2 separate regions of the Mus musculus genome follow, and region 1 is linked to region 2. The links are chromatin contacts, called in public Hi-C maps. All regions are on one chromosome and are shown on one strand. The core of a region is the stretch at or near the end of the contact, and the rest is flanking DNA. Distances in the headings are between cores, read along the strand shown. Region 1 holds the start of Plaur (plasminogen activator, urokinase receptor). Region 2 holds the start of Inafm1 (InaF motif containing 1).

Evidence for each region. Hi-C and Micro-C count contacts between places; a contact is called where the count stands out from the background.
Region 1: a Hi-C map of the P5424 cell line shows a contact between it and region 2, with 22 times the contacts expected there. The contact joins the promoter of Plaur here to the promoter of Inafm1 in region 2. A contact is called at or near these places in 1 of 39 promoter capture datasets (embryonic stem cells), 28 of 484 Hi-C or Micro-C datasets (the 63-12 cell line, 8-cell embryo, B cells and 14 more), 8 of 115 datasets of contacts at active chromatin or transcription factors (astrocytes, embryonic stem cells and epiblast stem cells) and 1 of 9 other capture datasets (embryonic stem cells).

What each region holds. Positions count from the first base shown.
Region 1 is chr7:24,458,105-24,464,971 of GRCm38.p6, reverse strand. It overlaps Plaur (plasminogen activator, urokinase receptor), which reads right to left and starts at 2,489. Exons shown (of 7, transcript NM_011113.4): 1 at 2,405-2,489. The coding sequence starts at 2,462.
Region 2 is chr7:16,271,628-16,278,660 of GRCm38.p6, reverse strand. Inafm1 (InaF motif containing 1) reads left to right here and starts at 4,969. Exons shown (of 1, transcript NM_001136270.1): 1 at 4,969-6,648. The coding sequence starts at 5,371. The coding sequence ends at 5,763. Ccdc9 (coiled-coil domain containing 9) reads left to right here. Exons shown (of 14, transcript NM_001382411.1): 8 at 123-304; 9 at 1,888-1,934; 10 at 2,032-2,167; 11 at 2,366-2,459; 12 at 2,551-2,923; 13 at 3,286-3,405; 14 at 4,245-4,619. The coding sequence ends at 4,348.

The sequences.
Region 1 (6,867 bases), core at 1,240-3,739, 8.2 Mb before region 2:
ATATAGTCCAAGCTGACCTCAAACTCACAGCAATCCTCCTGCCTCATCCTCCTGTGTGTGAGGATTACAGACAGGCATCACCTGCCATTCATTCTAACTCTGCACTTTTGCCCCCTTCCTTCCTTTTTTTCCAAGACAAGGTTTCTCTGTGTTACCCTGACTTTCCTGAAACTTGCTCTGTAGACCAGGATGGAGGCCTTGAACTCACAGAAATCCACCCACTTCTGTCTCCCTAATGCTTGAATCAAAGGCATGCGACCCCCCCCCCCCCGCCCCATCTCCCAACCTCTAACTCTTCTTCTTTCTAGTTCTTTTTGTCTTTTTTTTTTTCCAGAGCTGAGGACCAAACCCAGGGCCTTGCGCTTGCTAGGCAAACCCTCTACCACTGAGCTAAATCCCCAACACCTTCTTTCTAGTTCTTGAAAGGACTTTCTACCCTGGGTCCCATTTAGGTCCTGTGTCCTCTCTACTTGGTCAGCTCTGGACATTGGATCTTTATCCCTTGTCCACCCATTCCATCCTCTTCCTTAGCTACTCCTCAGGATTCTCTCCAAGACATGAATCTTTCCTCCTGAAGCTCTAACCCTGCCCAGTAGCCCTCCAAGATAATCAACTGAGCTTACCTCCAAAAACATTCTCTCCCCCTTCCCCGACACTCTCCTAGGTTCTAGTCCCAGCCCGTAGCTCCTGCCTGTCTCAGAGTCTCCAGTTCTGCCCAATATTCTAGCCCTGCCCCTGGCTTCCTTAACCATGCTTAATGCTTCCTTCTAGACGCTAGTTCCCATACTCTGGCTCCTTCCCTAAATTCTCTTCCTACCTTTATATTATTTTATTAAATATTTCTGAAATGTTTTCACTATTTATGGCTGGTCACTATTTATGTAAACCAGGCTGGCCTTAAAGTCAGAAATCCACCTGCCTTGGAATTAAGGCTATTTTCCCATCACACTCTACTCTGTTCTTGGTAGACTAGCCCTGCCGGGGCTTAACAGCACACAGCCCAGCTGTTCTCACCCTCAGGAGGGGTCATATATCCGATATTCTGCCCATCAGATATTTACATGAAGATTTCTAACAGTTGCAAAATTACAGTTATGAAGTAGCAACAAAAATAATTTTATGGTCGGAGGTCACCAAACTGTGAGGAGTTGTATTAAAGGATCATAGCATTCGGAAGGTTGAGAACCACTTTCAAAGACCCACCTCAGCCCCCAAACGTTTGTCCCACCCCAGGACCGAAGTCCCTCCTGCAGGTCTTCACCTAGGCCACGTCTCGCCAATGTTATAGCCCCCCGCCTCAGACTGCCCAGTTTTTTTTTTCGTTTTTTTTTTAAAGATTTATTTATTATTATGTGTAAGTACACTGTAGCTGTCTTCAGATGCACCAGAAGAGGGCGTCAGATCTCATTATAGATGGTTGTGACCCACCATGTGGTTGCTGGGATTTGAACTAAGGACCTTCGGAAAAGCAGTCCGTGCTCTTAACCACTGAGCCATCTCTCCAGCCCCCGACTGCCCAGTTTCTAATCAGAACTTTTGCACCAGCCTAGCCTTAGTCTGGCCCCCATTTCCCAGACAAGTTCCAGGAACAGAAAGGCTAAGTAACTGTCCTGAACCACACAGCCAGTTTTGACCCCAGGTGGCAGCCCCACTCCAGGGTCCCCTCCTCCCGGGGTTGGATTTCACAGTAAGAACTGTCCTGTCTGAGCCCCGAGATCCGGTCTGCAATTTAGAGCCGGTCCCTTTGTGCCAGATATCCTTTCTTCAACAAGAGCCCCTCCCCTTTGCACCCCCACCCCTCCCCCCTCTAGCTCCCAGACCACCCAGGCCCCGCCAGAGATCTTTTCCCACCCCATTAATCATCTCCGGTCTCCCGCGGACTAGAGAGGGCTTTCCGAGTTATTCACCGTGCCAAACCCTGACTCAATTCCTTCCCCATTTCCCTCTACTTTCTCAACACCATTTCCCCCGCATTTCCTGGAGGAAGAAGGCTGAGGACATAACATAGTAAAAGACAAGTGTATTCGAGGGACAGGCCCTGGGCTCCCGCTGAACTCTGTGGACCTTTGAGATGTAGACCCCTGAGCCCCTGTCTTGTCCCAAAGTGGGATCCCCACACAGACCAAAACACTGTGGGGAGTGGCTGTGAGGTCACATGTCCAGTTATCATTCAACCCCTAGCTGTGAGGCTTTGGACCAGCTTCTTAACCTCTCTGTTCCTCCGCGTCCTCCAGTGTGCCAGGCACTGTGCACCAGGGATCAGCGTTTACTAAATGAATGCCTGCGGGAGTCTGACTGTGCCACGTGGAGCCTGAGAACACACCCGGAGAATAGCTGGATAGAAGGGTGGAGCGCTGGGCCATCCTCCTCTAGCTCACGCCCGGTGCCACCACGCAGCTCTTACCTGGGACACAGGTAGTCGCCAGCAACAGCAGCAGCAGCAGCCGCCTTGGGAGTCCCATGGGTTCTTCCTTCACCTCTGCTCTAGACTGACCGAGGGGAAGAAGACAGTTTTGTGACCCTAGGGCTCCTCCCACTGTTTGCTAAAGAGTGAGTCAGCTCCAGGGGTTGCCTCGCCTCCCCCCGCCCCGCCCCCGCCCCCCCCCCCCAGCCCTTCCTCTTCCATAGTTCAAGAAACTCTGCCCCTTCCATACATAGTAAGATGCAGTCTCAAAAAAGGAGGGAGGGAAAGAGGGAGGGAGGAACGGAGGGAGAGAGGGAGGGAGAAGGAGGGATGAGGGAGAGAGAGAGAGAGAGAGAGAGAGAGAGAGACTATGATGGAGAAAGGAAGACAACCAAATAGCAAGGGTTAGAATCCTCTCTAGCCTTGGCTATTTCTTACCAATCAGAGTTTATGTTTTCAAAGTTTGTTTTATTTGAGTTTCTCCAGAGAGAGTCTTGCTATGAAGACCAGCCTTGAACTCAGGAACCTCCTGCCTCAGTCTCCCCCGAGTCTGGATCATGGGCACGCTACCATCCTTGGCCGAGGCGGTACAATTCCATGTAGGGAAATCATGTGGAACACTAACTTGCCAAACTAGAGGGCAAAATTCCTTCAGCTCCTGACCAAGGACCTCCTGGGTACTGGGCACTGTTCCAGGAACTGGAACACAGCAGGAAACACAAGGACGCCACCCTCTGCCATTACGATGGGGAGGATACATTAGTTATCTAATCTCTCCCATCAGTCGGAAACCAGGGGAAAAACAAGTTGAAAGAGGAACAAACTGTAGGGAGAGAGGTAAATGGCTTAATTGCTTTGGGAGGGTGATGCGGAGGGCAGCCAGGAAAGGTGTGCAAGAAGTCTAGTGGATTCCTACAGAAAGCCTTTGAGGGAGAGGAAAGAGTCATCGCAAAAGCCCTGAGGGCAAAGAATCACTCAGAGCGGCTCAGTGTGGCTGATGAGTGGGAACCAGAGAGAGCAGAGAGCAATGAGTAGCACCCGTACAGTAGTGATGTCACTGCTGTGAGTACCGAGTCACTGAAGCCTGAGCTGGGAAACACGGAACCCAAGGTCTCCTGCAGGATTGACAAGGAGTCTACCACTGAGCCACGCCCCCAGCCCCTCACTGGGGGAGGCTAGGCAGAGGCTCTACCACTGTGCCACGCCCCCAGCCCCTCCCTGGGGGATTCTAGGCAGGGGCTCTACCACTGAGCCACGCCCCCAGCCCCTCACTGGGGGATTCTAGGCAGGGGCTCTACCACTGAGCCATGCCCCCAGCCCCTCATTGGGGGATTCTAGGCAGGGGCTCTACCACTGAGCCACGCCTCCAGCCCCTCACTGGGGGAGGCTAGGCAGAGGCTCTACCACTGAGCCACACCCCAACCCCTCACTGGGGGAGGCTAGGCAGGGGCTCCACCACTGAGCCACACACCCAGCTTGGCTTGATTTAATGTCAAGATAAGGTAAAAGGTGAAAAATAAAAATAAAAATGCCCAAATAAAGTTTTCCTCTAAGAGGTCCTAACTGAGAGAGTAGGGGGCTGGCCCCAGACTGTGAGGGCTGTGTGACTTACTGATCATTAGCAGGTGTCTTTCTTAGCCTCTCTGTGCTGCAAGCTCATCTGGAAGGTTGAGACAGCAAAGGTCTGAGAGGAGCCCTGAGAGAAGTGAGAGAGATCCTGTTTCATATGGAGGAGGAAAACAAACTGTGATTGCTTTAGGGCCTCAGGCGTAGTATATGCTCAATAAGAAGGTGGTTGTCTTGAACATATTCATTCCTAACTCTAGAATCTGTCAATTGAAAAGCTTTTGCTGGGGGCTGGAGAGATGGCTCAGCATTTAAGAGCACTGACTGCTCTTCCAAAGGTCCTGAGTTCAAATCCCAGCAACCACATGGTGGCTTATACCAATCTGATGCCCTCTTCTGGGGTGTCTGAGGACAGCTACAGTGTACTTACATATAATAATAAATAAATTTAAAAACATTCTACAAAGTTGATTGACTAAGCGTAGAGTTGGAATGTTACAGGTCCAGAGCCAAATTTATGGTAGGCTACCTATGTTTTTTTAAAATAGGTATGTATTGCTTTTCTCGGTGTTGGCTCTAACATTCGGGCAGCTGCTGGATAGTTTGGGGGTGTGCAAACACATCCCCAGCTTCTACCAATCTAAAGGCTACGAACATCATCAGAGAGCATCTGAGGTCTATAGTAGAATTTTCCCAGTTTGTTCTAAGCCTCAGCTTTGAAAGTTGCTGTGAGATTCAGCCTACTTCATGCTGTCGCTCTGAGAAGTTCATGTAACCGTGGGTGCTTAGGGGATCACGAATCTGTGTCCCCTGGCCATGGTCACTCACGTTTGGCTCCAGAATGCACTCATCCTCTGGGGAGAGGTGTGCTTTATGGCAGCTGGCCCAACCTCTCTCCCAACCCTTCCCCCTACCCTCCTGCCAGAGCTCTTGCTATGTGACAGGGAAGCTGGCCCCAGCCTGGGAGTCTGAGGTCAGTGTTTGTCATGCTGATGGTGGCCAGGATGGGCCACTCCCTGGTTGTGTCACCATAAGCCAACACAGTTCTCTGTTTCTTTACTTGGAAGACTGAACATTGGTTGGGGCTGGGTTGGGGCAGTGTTTGCCTAGCATACAGAGCTTGGGATCCAGTTGCCACCATACCTGTCCACCAGAGTTCTGGAAGCTGAGACAGGGGCATTAGGCGTGCTGGCATTACTGGCATATGCCACCTCTATCTGCCTCTGCATAACTATCTCTCTTTCTGCGTCCCCTCCTCAGTTGTCTGTTTGTCTGTCCATATCTTCTTCCTTCCCTGTGGGTTTGTACCACTCTGACTTCTGGGAGGTTCCAGTCAGGAGTAGAAGGAAGGGAGAGAAAAGTGCCAAGTCACTGATCCCCTGTGTAGAAAAATTGCAGGAATGTCCACTCCTTCCTTCTGGTGACTCACCTGGCCTCACCCTGCTGCTGGGTTGTGGGCGAGGTCCAGCGCGTGGGGGCTTCCCCAGCCTGAGGAAGGAAAAAAGACTATATAGGGATAAAGGTGAGAGTGGGGGGCAGAGGAGATGGAGAGGAAGAGAGGGAGGAGGAAAGAGACAGGGGAAGGGAGAGGGAGGGGAGAGAGAGAGAGAGGGAGAGGGAGGAAGAGGGAGAGGGAGAGAGAGAGGGAGAGAGAGAGCAGAGTCAGGAGTGAAGGGAGCCAAGGGTTAGAGGGAGAGATGACCTGGGAAGGAGAAACAATAGATGAGAGAAGAGTCTGAGCGGGCTGGGGTGCCGCTCAGTTGTAGAGCACTTGCACGTGAAATGGGCCAAATCAAACCAGATTAGATTAAATTCAAGTTTATTGGGAAGCTGCTCTCGGACGAGTTCACTGGACCCAAGGACTGAAGCCAGGGGAGTCGCCATGGGGAGGGGGAAGAGGAAGAGAGACAAAGAGAGAAGAGAAGGGGTGTGTGTGTGAAGAGAAAGACCAAATGTCTGGATTATATAAGGAAGAATCCCTGGGGGAAGGGCAGCCCAGCCGGTGTACGAGAAAGTTCAGGGTATGCCAGGTAGGGACTGAGGGATGCCGGAGAACCTGGAGGCCAGGTCTGCTTTGGTGTGTAAAATTCGTACCTCAGTCTCTTGTCCCAGGGTCCGAAGCCAAACGTTGCCTAGGATACCCTGGGTCCTGGGTTTGAGGGGCGGGGGGGGGGGGGGAGAGCCGAGGCCACAGAAGGCAGTGGGGTCCCTAGAACCAGGGAGTTCCACACACGAACCATACCTGGATCATCTGTAAGAGCAACTGTAGCTGCCGAGCCATCTCTCCAACTTCCCACCTCTTTAAAAATTAGCACTGGGTGTGGTCCGAGAGGACCCGAGGCCTCACTGGACACCAGACACATAGCTAGTGCACATACAGGTACAAAACACTTACACTTATTAAATAAATAACCCCTTAATTTTTTTTTTTTTTTAAAGATTCTAGCTAGGGGCTGGACAGATACCTCAGAGGATAGGAGGGCTTGCTTCTCTTCCAGAGTTCTCAGTACTCACGTGGGGTAACTCATAGCCACCTGTAGCTGCCCGCAGCTACATGAACTGGGTTCCTGAGAGAAAAGCTGGGGCTGGATGGGAGAGAGAAAGAACGAGACCAACACAAGTTTCTGATCAAGGCTCAAAGTTTACTTCTTGAGTCTGAACTTTAAAAGGGGGGGGGGGGGAAGCCCATCCCCCACCACGCCAGGCTCTCCTTGCTACGGATCGGATCGGCCAGGAAAACAGGTTCAGCCCCTCAGCAGGTAGTGACTTCTTGTGGCAGGGCAATAAACTTCACCTAAGTCGGAAGACTCCACCCTAGGTGGGCCAGCCGGCTGTGGCTTAAACAAGGTCTAAATCAGCCCACTCAAGGCTGGGGGAGGGCACAGCCATCTGAAATG
Region 2 (7,033 bases), core at 3,720-6,219:
GCTCCATTCTGAGGCCACTTCAGCCAGACACTTGTTGCTTGTCTGCCCTTGTTCTGCATGGGGGTGGGGTGGGGGCAGAGCATGGAGAAGAGCTGGAGACTGATTGGCTGTGGTGCTGGCAGGGCCGCAGGGCTGGCCTGGGCAGTGGGGGCGACATGACGATGTCCATGACGGGCCGGGAGAGGTCAGAGTACCTGCGCTGGAAGCAGGAGAGGGAGAAGATCGACCAGGAACGTCTGCAGCGACACCGCAAGCCCACCGGGCAGTGGCGGCGGGAGTGGGATGCCGAGAAGACCGATGGCATGTGAGTCAGTCTTCTTCCTGCTGGGTGCTGCTTCCAGCCACTTTCTCCTCCTCATGGGTATTGGTGATGTTTGCTACAGCTGGCCATGGCTCAGTGGTGTGTGGAAGCCTGCCTTTCCTTTTCTCCTTTTGTTACTGGGGCTTGAACCTATGGCCTCTGGCATGCTGAAAGTGCTGCAGTGCTAAGCTAGGCTCCCAGAACCTCACTGTGGGAATTCTAGACAGGTGCTCTACTACTGAGCCATCTCTATAGCTCCCATTCTCCATACATTTATATGTTTGAGTGTTTTGTCTGCATTTATGTTTGTGCACTATGTGCATGCCTGGTGCCCATGGAGGTTGCAAGACATCATCAGATCCCCTGAAACTGGAGTTAGAGGGTTGTGAACTACTGTGTAGGCACTGGGAGATGAAACTGCGTCCTCTGGAAGAGCAGCCAGAGTTAGCTGAGCCAGGTCTTCTGTCCTTTTACCTTTTTACTTTTTGAGGCAGTATGTTTACTTGGCTGGCTTTGATCTTTCAGTCTTCCTGCCTCAGCCTCTTTTTTATTATATTTCATGTAACTTGTTTTGCTTTTCTGTGTATCCCTGGCTATTCTGGAACTCAGAGAGATCTGCCTGGCTGGGATTAAAGCCATGCACTGCCATGCCCTTCCAATTGGCTTGTGTGTTTTTATTTATTGAGAGGGCAAGAAAGCACAGAAGACAGCTCATAGGGGAAAGTTCTACGGTATAGGTCTGGGGATTCGTGGCAGTCACCTTTACCTGTTGAGCTGTTTTGCTAGCCCACTACCTCAGCTTAAGTGCTGTGATTATAGTCTGTGCAGCTCAGGTGGGCACAGAATTCAATATCTTCCAGCCTTGGCCTCACAGATGCCCAGCTTGTATAAGGAAAGTTTTGTCATGTGCTTACATGCCTGCTGGGTTGTACTGACCCAGGTTAGCACAAGACTCTAGGTCTCCCAGGCTCTGTACCTCCCTGTACGATGAGCTCCACAGATGTTCCACAAGGTCCAGCCAGCACAGGGCAAGGGATGAGGAAAACCTACAGCTGCTGACCCCGAGTGGCTGTCTTCCCTGGGTTCACTCAGCCTGCTTCCCTGGAGATTGGTGGTGGCAGAGTGATACTCTTTATTGTTTACAAGGCCTCAAGGATAGCCTGAACCTGAATTCTCCTGCCTTCACCTCTGAAACGCTAGGGTCCCAAGCCCGGCCCTGTGTTATGTTTCCCCTCTGTTTTGAAAATGCATGGAGTGTGTTCATTCTGGGATGCAGGCTGAGGGCAGCAACCCTAGGAGAGCTGCCTATCTTGGCGTGCTAGACACACAAGGTGCAGAGGTCAGTAAGGAAGTGATCCATCTTTCCAGCCTCTACATTTTTGTTTCAGAGGCCACGTTCTGTTTCTGTGCTGGCTTTGTCATTAGGAAGCTTGATTTGCCATCATCCATCATTCTACCCTCATCAGTCTAGCCCTTAGCCCCTTTGAAGCTGCTTTGGTTTGTTCTGGTCCTGCCTCTGCCCTGCTTTCTCCTTCTGCCTTTCCTTAGTTCCCTCAGCTATTGCTGGCTCTGTTCTCTTTTCCTAGGTTCAAGGATGGCCCAGCCCCTACCCATGAACTGTCCCACCGCTATGGTGAGTGTTATCTTGGAAAGGGTTAGGCAGTGGGGTTTGAATGTGGCATGTGCTGTGTCCTTCTTCCCTAAATCCTTGGATCTGGGTTCTGTTGTAGATGACCAAGCTTGGGCAAGACCACCTAAGCCTCCCACTTTTGGAGAGTTCCTTTCTCAGCACAAAGCTGAAGTCAGCAGCCGCAGAAGGAGAAAGAACAGCCGACCTCAGGCCAAGGTGGCCCCTCGTGCCTATAGGTGGGGTGCCCCTCCCTTGGGACATTCCCCTCCTCAGCATGCTTGGGTGTGTGCAGTCTTGTCTGGCTTCAGTTTGAGGGTACAGTGCTCTGTCTTGGCTCTGTGTCTCCTGCCCCCTTTGCCCTCAGTGCAACATGCCAGATGTTCTCTGAAGAGAAGTACATCCCATCCCTCACCCCTTTGCTCTGTCCACTCCAGTGACCACGATAATCGCTGGGAGACAAGAGAGGAAGCTGTGTCCTCGGCCCCCGAGTCCTCTCAGTCCATATCCCTGGAGGAGACACCCACACAGGTAAGGCAGAGCAGGTATGAGGTAGGGCGTGTGCATGGGGCTTTGTGGGTGACAGGTCCCAAGCACTTCCTTGATCTGCCTGTGTTCCCAGCAGGCTTCTGAGACCCCAGCTCCAGCTCATCGGCCTCCCGAGGAAGATGGTGAGGAAGATGTGGGGGAAGAGGAGGAGGGAGAAGAAGAGGGGGAAGATGAGGAGGATGAAGAGTGGGAGGACGTGAGTGAAGATGTTACTGAGGAGGAGGAGGAAGAGGAAGAAGAGTTTGAAGAGGATGAAGAGGGTCCTAAGGACCAGGAAGCAGCAACTGTTCCTGATCACCAGCCTGAAGCTGAGCCTGCTGGGAAGCCCACCTGTGAGCAGGTGGACCCTGTGCCTGCCGGGTCCCAGGAGTTGCTGTCCCCAGTCCCTGTTGAACCTCCCATCCCCTTCTCACCCTCTGAGGACCACCAGCCTGTGTCTGACTGGGGTGAGGAGATGGAACTGAATTCTCCCGGCACTGCCCACTTACCTGGTACCCACTCTTCGGGTGAGGCCTGGCCTTTTGCGAATGCTTGAAACTGGCTGCTTGTGTGTGTGTTTGTGTGCACAAGGGTGTGGCTGTGCCCACACCTCCTTCAACCCCCGTGGCAGAGAAGGGCAGTTGGTGCCTGCTTCCTGCCCTTATCTCAGTTCCCAAAGCCTGCTCTTGCTGGTTCAGAGCCTCTCTCCAATAAAAAGTTCACTTCCTTAAATGACACCCACCCCACTGTGTCCTTGAACCCCCTTGCTCCCCTCATATGGAGAGACATTTGGAAAAGGAGGGGCTTGACTGAGCCTCCCCTTCTCCAGGAGGTGACCAGCCACCCCTTGCCTCCTTGGAGAGCGGGCCCAGCTTGGCAGGAACCCCGAAGTCTTCTGAAGAAGAGGGGCCTGAGGCATCTCCAGGTGGGATGCATGAAGCTGGTGGAGGTGGGTGGCCTGCTTGCCTTCCTTGGGGAGGGAAGGGCTTGGGGATAGAAAAGGAGTGGGTCCTGTGAGGGCTTAGAACAGGGCATGAGCTGAGTCAGGTGCTGTGCTGGGTTTGGCCTGGAGTCAAGCCTTTGGGGTGCAAAGGGTGGGCCCTAAGGCCCCAGCCAATAGAAATTGTGAATAACTTTGAACGCTGGGCAAGGAAGAAGTTGGGCTCAGGGAAGGAGCTAAAAGTGGGATTTGAAATCTGAATATTCCCAGAGGTAAGAGGGTGACGCGATAGGATTTTGAGCTTGAAACTGGATTTTGGTTAGAGATCCTGTAAAAGTAAAACATGGTTAATTAAAGGTAGGAACGACTTTAACTAATGAATGAGCCGGCTCTTAAGACTTATCTGAAGGCAGGGTTAGCGGTTTTGGGTCAGACCATAGTGGGATTTTAGATCCCACGTAGTAGAAGCAAGAGACTGATCTTGGTCACTTTAACGTGATCAGCCAGGTTACTGCTTGTGTTCATCTTTTAGTTCCCCTGCAGTAGAATAAGATGTGGAGCAGAGGCCAGGAAAGGCTGTCAAAGGAATAGTGAGAGTGGAAGCCAAGGACATCTTCGGAAAGGGGCCAGGCCAAACAGGATAGTTTGGGGTCCTGGGAGGAGTGGATGAGCTCATTACACTAGCACTTCCCAGTAGTCAACAGGGTTAGATTGGAGGGGCTCCTGCTTCAGGGGCCTCCTGAGGGTCGAGTAAGCTGGAGGCCAAGTTGTAGGTGGGTTTGACTGAGGTGCGGGATAGGGTGGGTCGGGCAGGCTGGTCCTCCATTTACCGCTTTTTGTCTCCTTAGAGGTGGGCCCCGAGGGCCAGGAGACGGCGGAGATCACAGACTTCCAGAGGGTGCGTTTCTGCAAGGTGGTGGCGGCTGCTCCGCCGCCGGGGGCTGCCCGCTGACAGCGCCAGCAGACCAGGGTGCCTCGCTCTGTACTAACCTTCAGCTCCTCTGCTTCTGCTACACTCCGTCCAGGCCAGGGTTAAACTTAGTGGGGGAGGAAGCAGGTTAGCAACGAGCCCGGCCCGAGGGGAGTCTTCTAAATTCGCTGAGGACCCAGTGGTGCCAGTCCGACCGCACTCGTCTGGTCGAACCCTCGGAGTCAGTCCCTGTGAGGCCTGGGTGTGCAGGAACCTGCAGCTAGGGATTGAATTAAACGCGTGCTACCGCCAACCTTTGAACTGTGCTGCTAGCTGATCAGGCTAGGCTGCTGTGCTTGGCTGGCGGAAGAGGCGGGACGAGAGTGCTCCTCTCATCCTCACACCTCTCTCCTCCCACCCCGCAGGCCGTCTCGCAGTCCTGAAGATGCTGCTGGGAGGGGCGGCAGCGCAGGTTTGCCTGGCTCCCAGGCTGGCTGCTCTCCTCCCTGCAGTCCACCCTGGATCCCTCGCCTCTAGGGAACAGAAGTTTACGCTGGTGCGGAGTTGCTGGGGAAGGGGCCAGCAGGGGTGATGGAGGGAACTGGGTCTCGGAACTCTCGTAGTAGTCCAGGGATGTGAGACTGGGAGGGCCGGGGCCGGGGCTCGGTGGGCGGGGCTAGCGTTCAGAAGCTCCGTAGGCCTCCGGCTTCAACAGAGTAGGAACCTTAGCTCCGGCGGGCAGAGGGATGCTAGTGTGCAGAGCTGCAGTCGGTCGAAGAAGGAAGGGGTTCGATTAGCGCGGAGAGGGCTGAGGTAGAAAACAGGAATAGGCGGTTGGAAATGTGACAGCTAGGGCGGGAGAAGAGCGAGTGGGCGTGGCCTTGAGGGGGTAGAGCTAAGAAATCTTGATAGTGGTGGGTCAGAGGCGGTAGGGGCGTGTCTAGGATGTAGCTGAGCTGGGGGGGGGGTGCTGTCTGACAAGGCGTGGTCCTGGAAGGGGCGTGGCTTGCTTGAGGCGGTCCTGGGGTGGGGGCGGGGTCGGTGCAGGCTGAGTGGGCAGCGCGATGCGGGGCTCGAGCTGCGTGGGCAGTGGTGGCGAGAGCCCGGGTGGTACGGGGCTGAGCGAGGGTCCCCGTGGCCGATGGCTGCGGCTCGCCCCTGTCTGCGCCTACTTCCTGTGTGTGTCCTTGGCCGCTGTGCTGCTTGCTGTGTACTACGGGCTCATCTGGGTTCCCACGCGGCCGCCTGCGGGCCCCGCCGACCCCCTGCCCAGCGCTGCGGCCGCTCCGTGTGCTCGAGCAGCACCGCCCGCCCCGCCTCCGGCCGCACCCGCATCCTGTTTGCTTGGGGCCTCCGGCGGGCCACGACCGCAGCCAGGACTGCCACGGAGTCGCCGCCACAGTCGCCGCCCAGCTCCGGGAGCGACGCGGGAGACCGCGCGCCGAGCGCCTGGATAGTCTGGCCCGCCCCCACCGTGGCCTGCGTCTGTCTATCTGCACCACCGGGCCTCGCCTGCGCGGCGCCGCCTCTCTCCTTGCCGCGGTCCTGATCCTGCCCGACCTTATTCCACCTTGCTCCTTCCCGGGACTCAGCGCTCATCGGCAATAAACTCCAGCCTCAGCTGGCTTACCTGGTCTGTGGTCGTTGGCCTCGGCCGCTGGTCCCTTCTAGCTCCGTGGCCGCGCGGCCTTAAAGGCTTTCCTCTCTCATTGCTCACATGTAATTTTTGGGTTGGAATGGGGAGAAGCGGCTTGCCAGTTTTCGGGGCCATTGAAGGTCAGATACTGTAAAGGCCTTACCAGTTTTCGGGGTGTCATCTCGTATAGCTTCGGAGACAGTGGTGCGTGCTGGAAACTGCAGTTGGTATAGTTTGCAATGGCAGGGGTAGAGGATGTCACCCGTAAGCTAGCTTGTCCTGGTTTGGGTGGTGACATTTGCTGCTTTGGAAGTGTGGAGCATATAGCTGAACCAAACCAAAACTGGTCTGCATTGCTGTTGGTGCCATGTTGAGACTGGTGTAGCTTCTGATAAAGAAGTCATGCGATTGAGTCCATTTTCCCTTACCCATGACTGTGGCTTGGCCGTAGGCAGGCCTGGGATATACTCTGCTGGCCAGCTGCAAGAAGGGGTTTCCTTTATGGCCTGCCTTCCCCCTAGGCTGGACAGCATCAGGAACCTGAGGCCTCTTGTCAGATGGGAGTGTTACCTGTCCTGCTGGTTCCCTTCTGTCCTACCAGCATCCCCCACGGGATGATGTACAGCAATGTACTTAAATCTCTCTGGTCTTGTAAAAGGAAGACAACACATTGTTGCTCAGAATTAAACTAGTGATCGAAACCTGAGAACAGCGTTGGTTTCTGCTCTGTCTCCACTTTGTCCTTCAGCCCTTTCAGAGAGTCACAGCCTGTATCCCTGGGCATAGCCTGTCAGCTCAAAGACTGCACACCACCAAGCAGTGAGTTGGGGGGAGGGGTCCTCTTGCCTGTCCTTTTTGGCCTCCCTTCTGCTTCCTGGTTTTTCCTCCAGCCCCTTGGCCCCTCAACCTTTTTTGTGTCCCTCTGCTACCTTCTCTTTGCTTTTCTCTTTCTCTGTTTTTAGAGTGTCTCCATATTGTCACCGTGCTCCTGTGTCTACTGGCTCACACCGTCTCTCTAGTGCTTTCCCACTGAGTCACCCCCTCCCACTTTGTGGCAAGGGATTTGGGTTCTCAGCAGACCTCCTTCCTCT